2 separate regions of the Hordeum vulgare genome follow, and region 2 is linked to region 1. The links are chromatin contacts, called in public Hi-C maps. All regions are on one chromosome and are shown on one strand. The core of a region is the stretch at or near the end of the contact, and the rest is flanking DNA. Distances in the headings are between cores, read along the strand shown. Region 1 overlaps LOC123428396 (phospholipid-transporting ATPase 3). Region 2 holds the start of LOC123428396 (phospholipid-transporting ATPase 3).

What was found. A called contact is a pair of places that touch in the nucleus more often than the background predicts.
Region 2: a contact with region 1 is called in a Hi-C map of leaf, with 1.9 times the contacts expected there. The contact joins the promoter of LOC123428396 here to the enhancer-like site in region 1. A contact is called at or near these places in 2 of 6 Hi-C or Micro-C datasets (leaf and seedling).

What each region holds. Positions count from the first base shown.
Region 1 is chr1H:187,609,676-187,616,366 of MorexV3_pseudomolecules_assembly, forward strand. It overlaps LOC123428396 (phospholipid-transporting ATPase 3), which reads right to left. Exons shown (of 27, transcript XM_045112594.1): 23 at 5,581-5,802; 24 at 5,332-5,499; 25 at 4,890-5,252; 26 at 4,680-4,786; 27 at 3,987-4,552. The coding sequence ends at 4,240. Among protein-coding and RNA genes, the nearest start is that of LOC123428396, 37 kb to the right of the region's middle. Within about 2 kb of position 3,871, at least 1 of the 3 cell types and tissues checked has open chromatin away from gene starts, as enhancers often do. A contact at or near this core is called in leaf, where this site is marked.
Region 2 is chr1H:187,646,291-187,652,981 of MorexV3_pseudomolecules_assembly, forward strand. It overlaps LOC123428396 (phospholipid-transporting ATPase 3), which reads right to left and starts at 4,136. Exons shown (of 27, transcript XM_045112594.1): 1 at 3,600-4,136; 2 at 2,275-2,340. The coding sequence starts at 3,824.

The DNA of each region.
Region 1 (6,691 bases), core at 2,621-5,120:
ACCAAGATTTACGCTAGTAGTTGTATTGGTGTGATTGGCCTTATAGGCCCTACCCATGTGAGACTTGACCATGATGGTCATTTGTTGTATCAAACGATATGTTTGGATGTAAGACTCTTAGTAATCAGAATTTGTGTTTGGTGAGGATTGATCTCTGGGATCACTGAGCACGTTCATTCGGCGATCTCGACTCGTAAATCGGGCTCCCCACACAAGGAGATCGCCTACTTCATGAATATTTGCCGTGAGTGGCTAGTCCTCTATGAACGGAAGCCATGGTGGAATAGACAAGGCCACTTCTTCATGGAGCCCTTATGGGTGGAGCCCTCCGTGGACTCTCGCACCTGTTACCCTCCGTGGGTTGAAGTCTCTACTAACATGGACATACGATAGCGCCACCTATTGGAACCATGCCAAAAATCGTCGTGTCAACCTTTGCATTTGATCTCCCTACCTTACCCTCTACTTTACATTTGCATGTCATTACTTTCCACTGACAGACTCTTAGATGTGCATGTGTAGGGTGAACTTGACTAGTCATAATTGTTAAAATTGGCCCACAACTAAAATTGGGGAAAGACTAAGTTTTTATCTTGTCAAGTAGTCTAATCACCCGCCTTCAGACATACTTTCGATCATACAACAAGTCGTCGCCTCATACGTCCATGCCGGCGCTAGAGGACGACCGCAACAACGCGGCGGCCACCGACGGGCTCCCCGCGATGCAGTGATCCCCATGGGCCTCTCCACGTGCCCCCAACGACCACCGGTGATGACACACGCGTCTGTCGACGTCACCTTTTTCTCTGGCGAACCACCGGTGACAAACCCCGCGTTGAGATCTCGGTCGTCCAATCCCGGGTAGACGATCTAGATTAGATCACTTCATTTCGTGAAGGGGTACGCAACAACGACTGTCAGATATAGATCTAATGGTTCTCAAACAACAACTACACTCGGATCGGTATGGGCCAACCAAAATGTTCCACGTTGCCACTTTATCCACAACCTTATCTGTAGCTATTTCTGTTTAACCGAATTAAATGGCAATTTTGCACAAAACCTGGTTCAACTTAAAACACTTATAACTTTTACCCGTAGGTCCAAATTGAGTGATTCTTTTTATAGAACTATCCTTATGAAATATACTCCCACTCACAAAATTTAAATTTCGAAATTTATATTTTAAAAAATTTAATTCAAAAGAATGAGTTTGAATTTGACTAGGGCATAACTTGCAGTTTATAAATCCAAATTAATTGATTCTTTTTGCAAATTGAACCTAAATAAATATAGTTTCGTCTTAGCTATTGTAATCTATTTTTAAAGTAATTTATAATTAGAACTCAAATATAGTTTAAACCGTGGTAGAATTCAAATGGAAATTAAACATAATTAGGTTTTAAGTTTGAAATAAATTATTGAATAAAACAATTAGGATACACAAACTATAATGTGTACTTTATTAGATATTTTTTATTATTACTTGACTATAGGAAATTCATATAACATTTGAATTTAATTATAACATAGTTTGAATATAACTTTGAAACCTTAGGTTTAATTTGAATAAAAATATGTCAATATGGTTTAATAAAATGAATTAAACCTAGTAAATGTTTTTGAGTTATATTTGACTTTAGAGAAAATGAACTCGGATTAAAATTTAGTTTAAACATAGACATAGTTTGAAAACTATTTGAACTTAGCAAATGATCTTGGATTTATATTTTGTTAGGAAGTACTCCCTCCGTTCCTAAATATAAGTATTTTAAGAGATTTCATTAAATGTCTACATACGAAGCAAAATGAGTGAATCTATACTTTTAAATATGTCTATATACATCCGTATGTAGTCTATTAGTGAAACCTCTAAAAAGACTTATATTTAGGAACAGAGGGAGTATTAGTATTGGTCTAGGAGTTCTTATTAATCTATGTTTACTTTCCTTGCACCTCAAATCTTGTGTAATATATATATGCCCCTTGAGCTTTTAATGAAGATAAGTTGCTTTTCTAACATGGTATTAGAGCTTAGGTTATCTTTTCGACGGCCGCAACTCGCCCTCCTGATCCAATCTTCTATTATGCCGTCGTTGCCTTCTCTCGGTGGTTGTCGCTAACTTCCCTACCGCGTGGCTCTTTCCGAGCCGCTGCTACCCCTTCTACCTCGTTGCTGGACATCCCGTGCATCTGTGGCATCGTCATGTCGGGTTGTCTCGTCACCCTCCTGGTCGACGCTCTCCTCTGCTGCGGGCATGGCTCTCATCTTGCTGTAGGTCAACCTCCCGACCGCCGCTCAAATCGATCTACGCAGACGTGTCATCATGTCGCAACGCGCCTCAAAGCCAGTGCATGTACGTCCGTTCGTGGGATCCAGCCGCTTCCCGTGCAAAGCTACTTGCCTGGTCGCTGCTAGTAGGTCGTCGTCGGCTGGTCGATTTTTTTTATAACCTTTGCTACAAACAAAACGCAAATCTGACCCCAGTTTGAAAATAAGCTCAAAATTGACATCTTTAAGTGACGCCAACGTTCCTGACGTCTGGGTTGCACTGGAGACGCCAGGGACCCCAGCGTATAGCACGGGCCCAGTCGATCAGTCTGTCGTTGATCGGATGACGTGGCAAAGGGGTCAGACGCCAGGGACCCTAACGTCTGGACCAGGAACCAGACGCCAGGGTCCCTTGCGTCTCATAAGTTCAATCTAGTGCAAACCTACTGGTGTCAATTGCGCGCACCCAGTCTCATAAGTTCAATCTAGTGCAAACCTACTGGTGTCAATTGCGCGCACCCAGACGCCAGGGTCCATGTGCGTCAACATTTACATTTTCTTTCTCATATTTTCATTTAAGACTTTTTTACTATGAAATTACATATGGATTATATATTAACATACATTTAAACTTAAGAATGGTTTTATACTTGAATCATACTTGAACCATATTCGTTCATTTATCTCTCAAAACCATACTTGAACCGTACCCATTTAGTGTCATTTTTAGCCCAACCAAAACCGAACCCACTATTTTTTCCACCCAAACCAATTTAAACCAAATACATAACCATGAATTTAAACCTAGTAAATAACTATGAGTTTGTTTTAATGTACATATGATTACACAAATTGACATGTTAAGAAGCATATGAGATAAAAAATGCATAAATGTGTCTACAATAGTTTGAAAACAAAACTATGCTTGAGATACAGTCAGCACACAGCAAGAGGCAAAAAAAACATGTCCATGACTGAAAAGCTCACTAACAAGTATATTAAAACCAAATTGCTTAGCGAAAGAACAAGCAAAATTGCTTAGTGAAAGAACAAGCAAACACTTTCGATTTTCATGTGGTGTTTCCTCGTAATACATAGTTACATAGTGCATTATAGCATGCACACGGATCAAAGATACTCGTTCTCGGTCATTGTTGATTATTGCATATAACCAATGCCTAAAAATTTGTTTGAACTCATAGTTTATAACCATTAATAACCAAACCGTTTAAACCCATAACCAATTATACCTAAACTGGTTTCTCCACACACCCAAACCAAAACCAAACTAAAAAAATCTCAACCCAATAAAACCTGAACCAAGCAAACCCAAAGTAAGAACCAAACCGTTACACCCGGTTCTTAATAACCATTCTTAGGTTTACATATATTATAGTGTAGATTCATTCATTTTTACTTCATATGTACTCACTAATGAAATCTCTAGAAAGACTTATATTTATAAACGGAGGGAACACAAAGTAAATACTCACTCCTCCGGCGGACAGTTCTCACATCTTGGGATAAGGTTGGTACGCTGCTCAACAGGAAGAAGAGAGGAAAGCTGGCGCTCACGCGTTAAGAGTCAGGGAGCAAACGGAAAAAAAGGAAAACTGACATGTCAACCCAACAAGCATCAAGATCTATGCCTGGAACACACCAGCACTGCATTCATTCTGCAACAAAGCAAGATTTCATAATAAGACAAGACAAATTTCAGTAACATCCAATTCTGTAAAAATCATAAGAATTTCGCTAACTGCATTTTCCAGTTTCCACTTTGTTTAACCAAATGCCTACCTGATTCTTCAGTCATCAAGATCAATGGTCACCTACTAACATCGCTAGCATAACATATTGGGTCATTGGGTGACAAACAAGAAAAAGTGCTACAAGGCTACTTATACACAATCATGTGGTCTGTGGGCAAACGAACATGATGTACAAAACTTTACACAAATCCAGGATTAGGATCTTCCTGTTCGTTGTGGCTGCTGCCGCTGCTGCTTCATGCTGGCTCTCCTTGCGACATCCCATGACTTGTGAGGCACACAGACACCTTGCTGCGATGCAAAAAATGACTCATAACCTGGGGAATCAAAAGCAAAACCAGTGTGCTTGGAGTTCTCTCGGGGGAGCATGGAAATCGCGTAGCTTCTCGCTTCTTCAGGGCTCAAATGGCTCCTCTCTGGAAGACGTATCATACTGTATTCATGGGGGTCATCCTTGTGCATTTCTTGAACAACTTGGTAGTCATAAGGGAATAGCCATCGCTGAAGCCTGGAAAACCGACAGAGTATCAGAGACAGCACACGGTTGATTCAGCCACTTCAGTATGTAGACTGAAAGAATCAAAACCAGACGACACTGACATATAATTGTGCAAAAGGAATAGGTGGTATCTTACGATAGATATAGGAAGTCACCAAAGAGAGCGATGACCGGAACAAGAATTAGTGTGAGGTAGAAGAAAAAGGTACTCATCAGAACATAAATCACAAAATATACATTTTCCTGCAGAAGGAACACAGCATGATGTTATGCATTTATAGAAAGAATGATCATTAGGCCCAAATAGTCATCAGCAGAGAGATAGATTAGTGCATAATTCACCCACCTGTCTGTCAAATGATGTCATTATGGCAGAGTATATAAAGATAAACAGAAACCAGGCCGCTATACTGCCAGCTACACTGAAATAATGCCATCTGGTAATAGAATTGCATGACATGAGGAGGCGGAGGTTCACAGTAACCACAACACAAGTAAAGGCCATCGTGCTAACATCCCATTGTCCAAGAATCTTGCCAGATGAGCCATGACCATGCTGACTTGCAGCTGCAGTGAAGTAATAGAACACTATTGACTGGTAGAAAGCAAAGAAACCCCACACCGCTATCACTTTCCACTTGAAGAATGTATTCCTAATTCCTTCCTGGTAAAGTTGTGGGTATTTCTTTGATAGAGATGCACTCACATCCTGAAATGGTTCAGTTACATGAATGCCACAAACAGCATCATTCCAGAACTAAATGTAAAATGAATACAGGCCGCTATACCTTATCAAATAATCCAACCATAATTACGGGTAGTGCTGTGAAAATGACATTATACAGCGACTGGAACCAGTCATCATAAAACCGCTGACCAGAAAAGCCAGTTTGGAAAGTGAACCAGAACTGAGTTAGCGTAAATGTCAGATTCTTGTAGAAGAAGTACGTGATAACCTGAAACAGCAAGTGACGACATTTAGTTTTGCGAACTATAAATATATGGAAAGATACAGGCTAACGAAACCATAAGCATACCTTGCACAATCTCAAGTATGACCACCGTCCATGTACAAGAAGCAAATCAGTAAGATAACGAAATTGAGCGATGGCAAAATCACTAGCCATAACTGCTTGCATTCCTTCTTGTCCACTAATGCCAATCCCAACATGAGCGGCTTGAATCATGCTTACATCATTAGCGCCATCGCCAATGCTGAGAGTTATCTTACGAGCACCCTTCCTAACTAAGCTAGTAACCTACAAAATGTGCGTCAACATTGGTATTTTGGCATCATTTGACCAAACAGTTTAGGCAAGGAAATTAACACACAAACCAGAAATTTTGATATTACTTGTATTGGGTAACTACTAAACCAGAAACTTTGTACTTGCTTTAGTACAAAGTTGTGAAGTTAGGACACTTGGCATGTCAACAGTACAGAATTGGTTTCTGAGATCAAAACTGGAATAGCAAATGAAACCAATGTACAATGATGAGTAGCGAATCACATGCACAAACTCTTATTGTGAAGGTACAATATTGGTTATTGCCTTTAAAATGTAATAATATCAACCTCATTTTACAGCCCAAGAACCTACAAACTATCCACATATGAGTACTAAAAAACTCGTATATCCACAAATAAAGGATGGCATGCTTGAAGCAGCACAAGGTTGTGGAGGAACAACTCCACCTTACTGCTACAATGTGTACAGCACAAGTGTTGAAGGAACTACTTCAACGTGCTGTGCTAGATATCGCTCTAGAGGCGAGCGGAGGCCAATATGGCAGCAGGAGTTCAATCCAAAACTCCTGGAGCACAAGATCTAGTCCAAGATCTTAGATAGGAACAACAAATTCTATTATAGATAGTGGGTACATAATCTGGTTACAACTAGAGGTGAGGACCTCTATTTATAGGGCTTTGAGAAGCTTTCACATACTTCTACTTATAGCTGGAACACTCTAGGAAACACTATTTAGTATTCACCATTCTACTCACAGCTACTTATAACTAGAGAACTCTAGAAACAGTAGGTAGGGTAAAGAAAAAAAAATACTACACTAGAGTGGAAGTATCTAGAAGTGGCCAAACAGATCTGGCATGTGATTTTCTCTTTCTTTTTCTTCTACTATTTTTCCTCA
Region 2 (6,691 bases), core at 2,886-5,385, 37 kb after region 1:
AGAGTTGACACTGTTAAGCTGAAGATGGACAGCAAGTCCGCGTGGAACTCAGCAGAACCCAGTTCTCCACGAGCAGGGCAAGGAAAGGATATTGATTCCCAGTATCATTTCATCTCTGAATGCTTGGAAGCATCTTTGCTGATTTCGTTGCCACCAAGGACCAGCTCGCAGACATCCTAACAAAGGCATTAGGGCGAGTTCGTTCCATAAGCTCAGCACAAGGATTAGAATGGTCAAGATCAATGCCAAGTAGACACACGAGGTTTAAGGGGGAATGCTGTTGTAATCCTTGTGATCAGCGACGCTTATTTTGTGATGGAGGGAGTATTAGATAGTTCGACTAAGTATCCCTAAAAAGTAAGATGTATGCAGGTAGACATCTAGCGTGTGTTTGGATGGTTGCCAATACCCACTCTACCAATTATTTTGCAAGAGCTCCGCCACAGCCAACAATTGCATTGATGAGCACATTGAGGAAATTTCCCGGTTCGGTTAGGGCATGTACAATGGTTGATAAGAAAATCTTATCTTAAGTCTTGCATGTAATTTAGAGATAACAAAAAAAATGTCTATAATGGGTCATCTTTTAGCCTTATCTTCAATAACTAGCTATTCCTAAAAACGTGGTGAGACAAATTGTGCTAAGAGATCATCTCTTGTCTTCTCTTAAATAAGAGAAGACAAACCTTTTGTTATGAGCTCCCTCTCCTCCACCTCATCATTTATCCTACGTGGCACTCCTAAGATAACACCATTGTACATGCCCTTACCAGATTGCTAAATTCGCGCTCACGTATACGGGCCCTCACGGTCAGAAGCACAACTTATACACACTCTCATCGAACGCACCACCAACAGGCTGCCAACTTGGAAGGCACGCATCCTGAACAAATCTGGTTGTGCCACGCTTGTTCAGTCTGTGTTGACCTCTATTCCATCCCATCAAGCAATGCAACGAGAATCGCCGTGCGCAAGGAGGCCAATGGTGGCAATTGTGTGGTCAATCAGAGTCACGTCTGTCGTCCACTTGAGCTTGACGGCCTTGGACACCTCCACCTGGACGCATGGGCATGGCGCTGCGCCTTCGGTGACTTTGGTGCAGCAAAACTGACCTATCCAAGCCCTAGTTTGGGCTCGACCTCCAAGCCTTGGCCCCTGAGCATGCCCTGATCCGCACCTTCACTTTCACTAAACTTGGCAATGGGCAATCCTGCTGCTTTTGGTCTGACCATTTGCTCGGCGATCGTCTTGTGGTTGAAACCACGCCTGCATCCTCACCAAGGCCCCTAAGCATCGAAGGAAAGTACACACATTGCCCAAGGGCTTGAGAATGGGGCCTGGATCGGCAAAATCCTTGGCAGCCTTTCATTGCCAAACCAGTTCATGTTGCTCTGGCGGGCAGTGGCTGCAGCCAACCTTTCTGATGAACCTGACTGCCTTGTCTGGAAATGGATGGAGTCCAGGGTGTACTTTGCCCGTTCAGGCTACAGGGCGACCCTCCATGGTTTAGTCAACTGCCATGCCTGGAACCTCACCTGGAAGACTTGGCTCCGTGTAAGGTCAAGTTTTTCCTTTCTAGCTGGCTGGTCAGGATCGTTGTTGGACAGCACAGCGCCTAGCTTATCGTGAGCTGCCACGCAATCCCCCTGCATGTTATGTGGCGAAACCTTGTTGACCATGTAGCACCTTGTTCTTGGCTGTCCGTTCGCCAGAGCCGTTTGGCATGAAGTCCTGCCCTGAATCTATGCCACCGTCAGTGGCTCCGCTGGCAAGCCACTCATCGGCAGATGGCTGCCGGCCAAGCAGAGTACTCCTCCAAAGCAGCGCAAGGGCCTCGCAAGCACCACGCCTCTCACATCCTAAATGATCTAGAAGCGCACAGGGACGCCTGCACCCTTGACAGCACACAACCAGACTCTCACGCCATCCGCAACGTGATCCTTGACGAGGGTCATGCATGGATTCGAACGGGTACCATCAGGCAAGTTGCCTAAGAGCCTGAGGGTTGGGATGTTCATTTATTTCCCCGTGAGGTCCCTCTTCTGCATTTTCTATTCCAATTTTGCTGTGCCAACTCATGTTTGTAAATAACCTTTACTCCTACCTATTCAATATATCAGGACACAAAGCTTTGCTTTTTCTAAAAAAACAAGATAATAGTTTCATGTTGCGTCAAGGCAAAAAAAAGAAAGGCCAAATTAACTTTAAAAGATGATAAATCTATAGGGTATGTCAATAGAATATGCATCAAACAGAAAAACAACGTATAAATACCTGTTCAAACAACCCTTTAGGTAGAAATGTCAAGACGCTGTACTTTGTAGTCGATACAGAATTTCCCTGGAAATGACGAACAAGAATGTTGAAGAAATAAGGTACGAATTATTAGAAGAAGAAAAAAACAAGGTGGGACTCTGGCATTAGAATTACAACACTGATGATTTGATATGCTACACACGGCAGACTGTGAAACTAAACAGAAATAGTCATGGTCAAACAAACTAGAAGATGTGAAGTGAGAAATGATATAGCTTGATCTTCACATTATCGATCCCGAATATATTCATTTGTTTACACTAGCATGTACGGAAAGGTGGGGTGTCAGTGAAAATTTACGAGAATGTTAAACAAATAAGATACAGATTATTAGAAAAAACAAGGTGGAACTCTGGCATTAAAATTACAAAAGTGATGATTTGATATGCTACACGCGGCAGACTGTGAAAGAAACTAAACAAAAATAGTTGATTGCATGGTCAAACAAACTAGAAGTTGTTGATAAAATGAGAAGTGATAGCTTGATCTTCACAGTATCGATCCCGAATATATTCATTCGTTTACACTAGCATATGTATGGGACAGGTGGGGTCTCAGTAAAAATTTATGAATGCATCTACTTACAATAATGGGGCATTTTTGCAGGGATCAAATAAGTTACGGTTAAGATAATAAAATAGTTGAAGTGGCAAGTAACAGAGTTTCGATTATTTTGTGGCACAAAATGGAGTATTACAATTAGACCAACAGCATTTTCATGGAAAGCTAACATGGCAACGAATGACGTGGAGAGCAACCATTCCCCTTACAAATAAATAGGTTGCTTCAGCTTGCAGCCATCAAGAGGTGAGTTGGCTGCCCTGAGCCCCTGACTGGAAACAAGTTCAGTAGTCGACACAGCAAGCATCATGCAGAGGTGTGGTTAGGTGGACGGGTGTATAGTATAGTCCAGCCTATGCATCTGAGCTCTTAAGCCTAAACGCCAGTAGCATCTATGTTGTACTGCTGCCATAGCAATCTAAGTGACTAGTAATTCACACAATCAGACTAGCTCTAATCCACTCAATTGGCTCATAGTTGACTAGAAATGCAGGTCTCGAGGACAAACTATACCTAAGTGACTTTCTCGCGGAATAATCAGTGTTAATGACTATGTAAACCGAAACAAACTATACTGCTCTACTAGCTCACAGCACCAAATGGATATCTCCAACCCAAACGACCGAACACGGAACACACAGGTGATTACGGGATCTAGGCACATAGAGCCCTACGCTTAGAGACGAATCAACCGAATTAGAGGAGGGAAGCCGGGCCTGTACCTTGTATGCGACGGGCGCGTTGGCCTCGCGATCGTTGCAGTAGATGGTGCGCACGGTGGGCGCCTGCGGTTGAGGCTGGCGCCGGAGGCTGGCGCCTCCGCCACCGAGACGTGCCGTCCTGGACGACTCCGCACGTCCGGGCTGAGAAGGTCCCGCCCGCGGCGACAGCTCGCCGCCCAGCCGTGCGGTGGCCACCCGCACCATCTCCTTTATCCGCGAGCTCATCCTGCCCTCTGCGGCGCCAGACCAAGCGCTGGAAGAACCCGCGGAAGATCTAGGGAAACCTCCCGATGGACCACGCGCGAGATCGGGGGCCAAATCTGGCCGGATTTGCGCGGTCTTCTCTGTGGATTTTGGGTTTCTCCGTAAGGAGGGGATTCGATTTGGATCACGCGTTCCCGTATGTGCGCGTTTTTGTTTTCCTCTCTACTTCCTCCTTCACTCCAACCTCCGGAGTCCGGAGAGGAGGAGACGAGGTCGCGAGTAGGGATTCTTAGATCGCACGACCTGGTTTGTTTAAAATGACGATGGCCCAGTTCTTTTGAGCTCATTACTCACCAAACATGGCGAGGCAAAATTGACATCGGGACGAAATAAATTATAAATTATACAGTATTAAAAAAAATCATTCAGCTGATCTTTTCGTGTCACGTCCGACAGTCACGCGTCATATTACCACTGTGTGATGACTTAGCCAAAGGCGGCACATCCCCAACCACGCCTATGTCTCGTGGCGGGCCGACCCCATCCTCAAGCAGTGTGAGGCCTAAGAAAAAGGCCGAGCACTTAGAGCATCTCTAGTACAGCCCTCAAACCCTTAAAAATAACCGCTTTTTACAGTTTTCATCGAAAAAACGGTGTAGACTAGAACCCTTAAATTCGTAAAAAAAAATAAAGGTCCAACCCTCAAACCCCTTCCCAGCCTGTAGAAGTGAGGGTTGGGAGGAAAAACTGCCCCCAACCCGCACTCATTTTCTCACCTCGCGCGGGAGGCAGTTGGTTCCCCCGTGCGGGAGGAATCCGCCTCGGCCGCCGCCGCCCCTCCGCGCCCCGGCTGCCGCCCCTCTGCGCCCCGCCGCCCTCCGCATCTCGGCCGCCGCCCCCCGCGCTCCGGTCGCCTCCCCACCGCCCATCCGCGCCCCGGCCGCCGCCCCTCTGCGCCCCACCGCCCTCCGCATCTCGGCCGCCGCCCCCCGCGCTCCGATCGCCTCCCCACCGCCCCTCCGCGCCCCGGCCGTCGCCCCCGCCGCCCCGGCCGCCGCCCCTCCGCGCCCCGGCCGCCGCCCCGCCGGCCCACCGCGCCCCGGTCGCCGCCCGCCGCCCCTCCGCTCCCCGGCCGCGTCCCCGCCCCGGTCGCCGCCCGCCGCCCCTCTGCTCCCCGGCCGCGTCCCCGCCCCGGCCGCCCGCCCGCGCCCCGCCCCGGTGAGATTTTTTTTTACTTTTTAAGTTTTTAATTTTTGCTTCATTGGCACTAATTGTAGCCACTTGGTATGTAGATGGACTCGTTGTAAGGGTTGGGTTTGAGGGTTCTAGTATTTGCCCCTGTTTTTCAACCCTTAAAAGTGTCAAAAATTGGCAATTCTCAACCCTTAAAACTGGGTTTTAGATTTAAGGGTTTGAGGGTTCTACTAGAGATGCTCTTAGGCGCCACACGGACACTTATCAGACTCGCGGGTCGGCCTCCCCCCACCCCCCTCCCATTCACCTCCATCAACCAGAACAAAGAAAGAGGTCCCCTCGAGTTCCCCTCTCCCCTTTCCTCAAATCCATCCCCAAATCAAGCACATATGAAGGATTGGTTCGCGGATTTCGACCCCAATCCCTCCCTTAAGGTAATCTTCCCCGATCCCCGCCCTCTCGTCCAAAAAGAAAATCTCATTTGCTCACTTTTTTGCAAATTTGAGCAAACGTTAGTTCTTCATGAAATTTGGAATGTGTATGATTTTGTTGCACTTGTTTGTATGTTAGGATTAGGGTTCTTTGTATGTAAGACTGAGAGTTGTGTTGGGGTTAGGGGTGTGGTGGGGTTAGGATTAGGGTTGTTTGGATGTTAGGATTAGGGTTCTTATGATTATGCAAATTTTGTAGTATTTGGATAATTTCTTATACAATATATTGTATGTTTTGTTGTTTAGGGATAATTGCTTATACAATTTGTACCTGGCTACGAACGTGTGAGGGCGTCGCGTCTTAGCAATCGCTAAACCAACTTTGAGAGGTTATTTACCACGCTAGAGCACGATCAACCTGACCACGAAGGTCTATTTCCTGCACGCAAACGAAGAACAAGCAAGAAACCAAGATGCAATCAAGATATTGCGAATATAAGAGCAAAGCTTTATTGATGAAGGTGGGGTTCTATGACGCATTTGTCTCGTCGTAGAACACAAATGAAGAACGCGAAGTTGCAGCTATGACGAACTTGTAATCTAAACAAAACCCAAGTCTAAATGGTGCCCTAAGGGCTGTATATGTGAGGGAATAGAGAGGCAATTTCGTGGCCCTTGGAGGAGGGGTCCGAAAACAGCCCTAAACTCGGTTTTCCCACACATACGGACTCTAAAAATAGCCTATATTATGGTATTTCGAAATTACATGGGCCTGGCCCAAAAATAAGGTGGCGCAACACCTATAATAGCCTATGGAGGAGATTTATAAAGTGTCATCTTGAATATTTCGTCCAAAGCCTTCATGATATCCTTATGTTGGCTTTAAAGTGTGAAAATCACCACTGGAAGCTCCATTGTTCTCTCCCACGTGTGCACCTTCTTCTCCATGCTTGATCCCGCTCCAACGGATATCCTTCTTGTCCATGTTAGATCCTTCATTCATGAGCACAACAAAAGTATCTAACTTAGGCAGCATCATATGTTCATGAACATTAGAAGTATTCCCAAGAAACGAAAGTACCTGGTAATTCAATTGGCGTGCACGAGCTCTAGTAATTGGTCCAGTATGTATAGCAGTTGGGGTTGTGGGTGTAACAATGGTGTTGATGTCCTCATCATCCTCCCCTTCTTGAAATGAAGTCGTCCTCGACGGAAGCTCATCTTCCTCACCCAAATATGACTTCAAATCTGCAATGTTAAAAG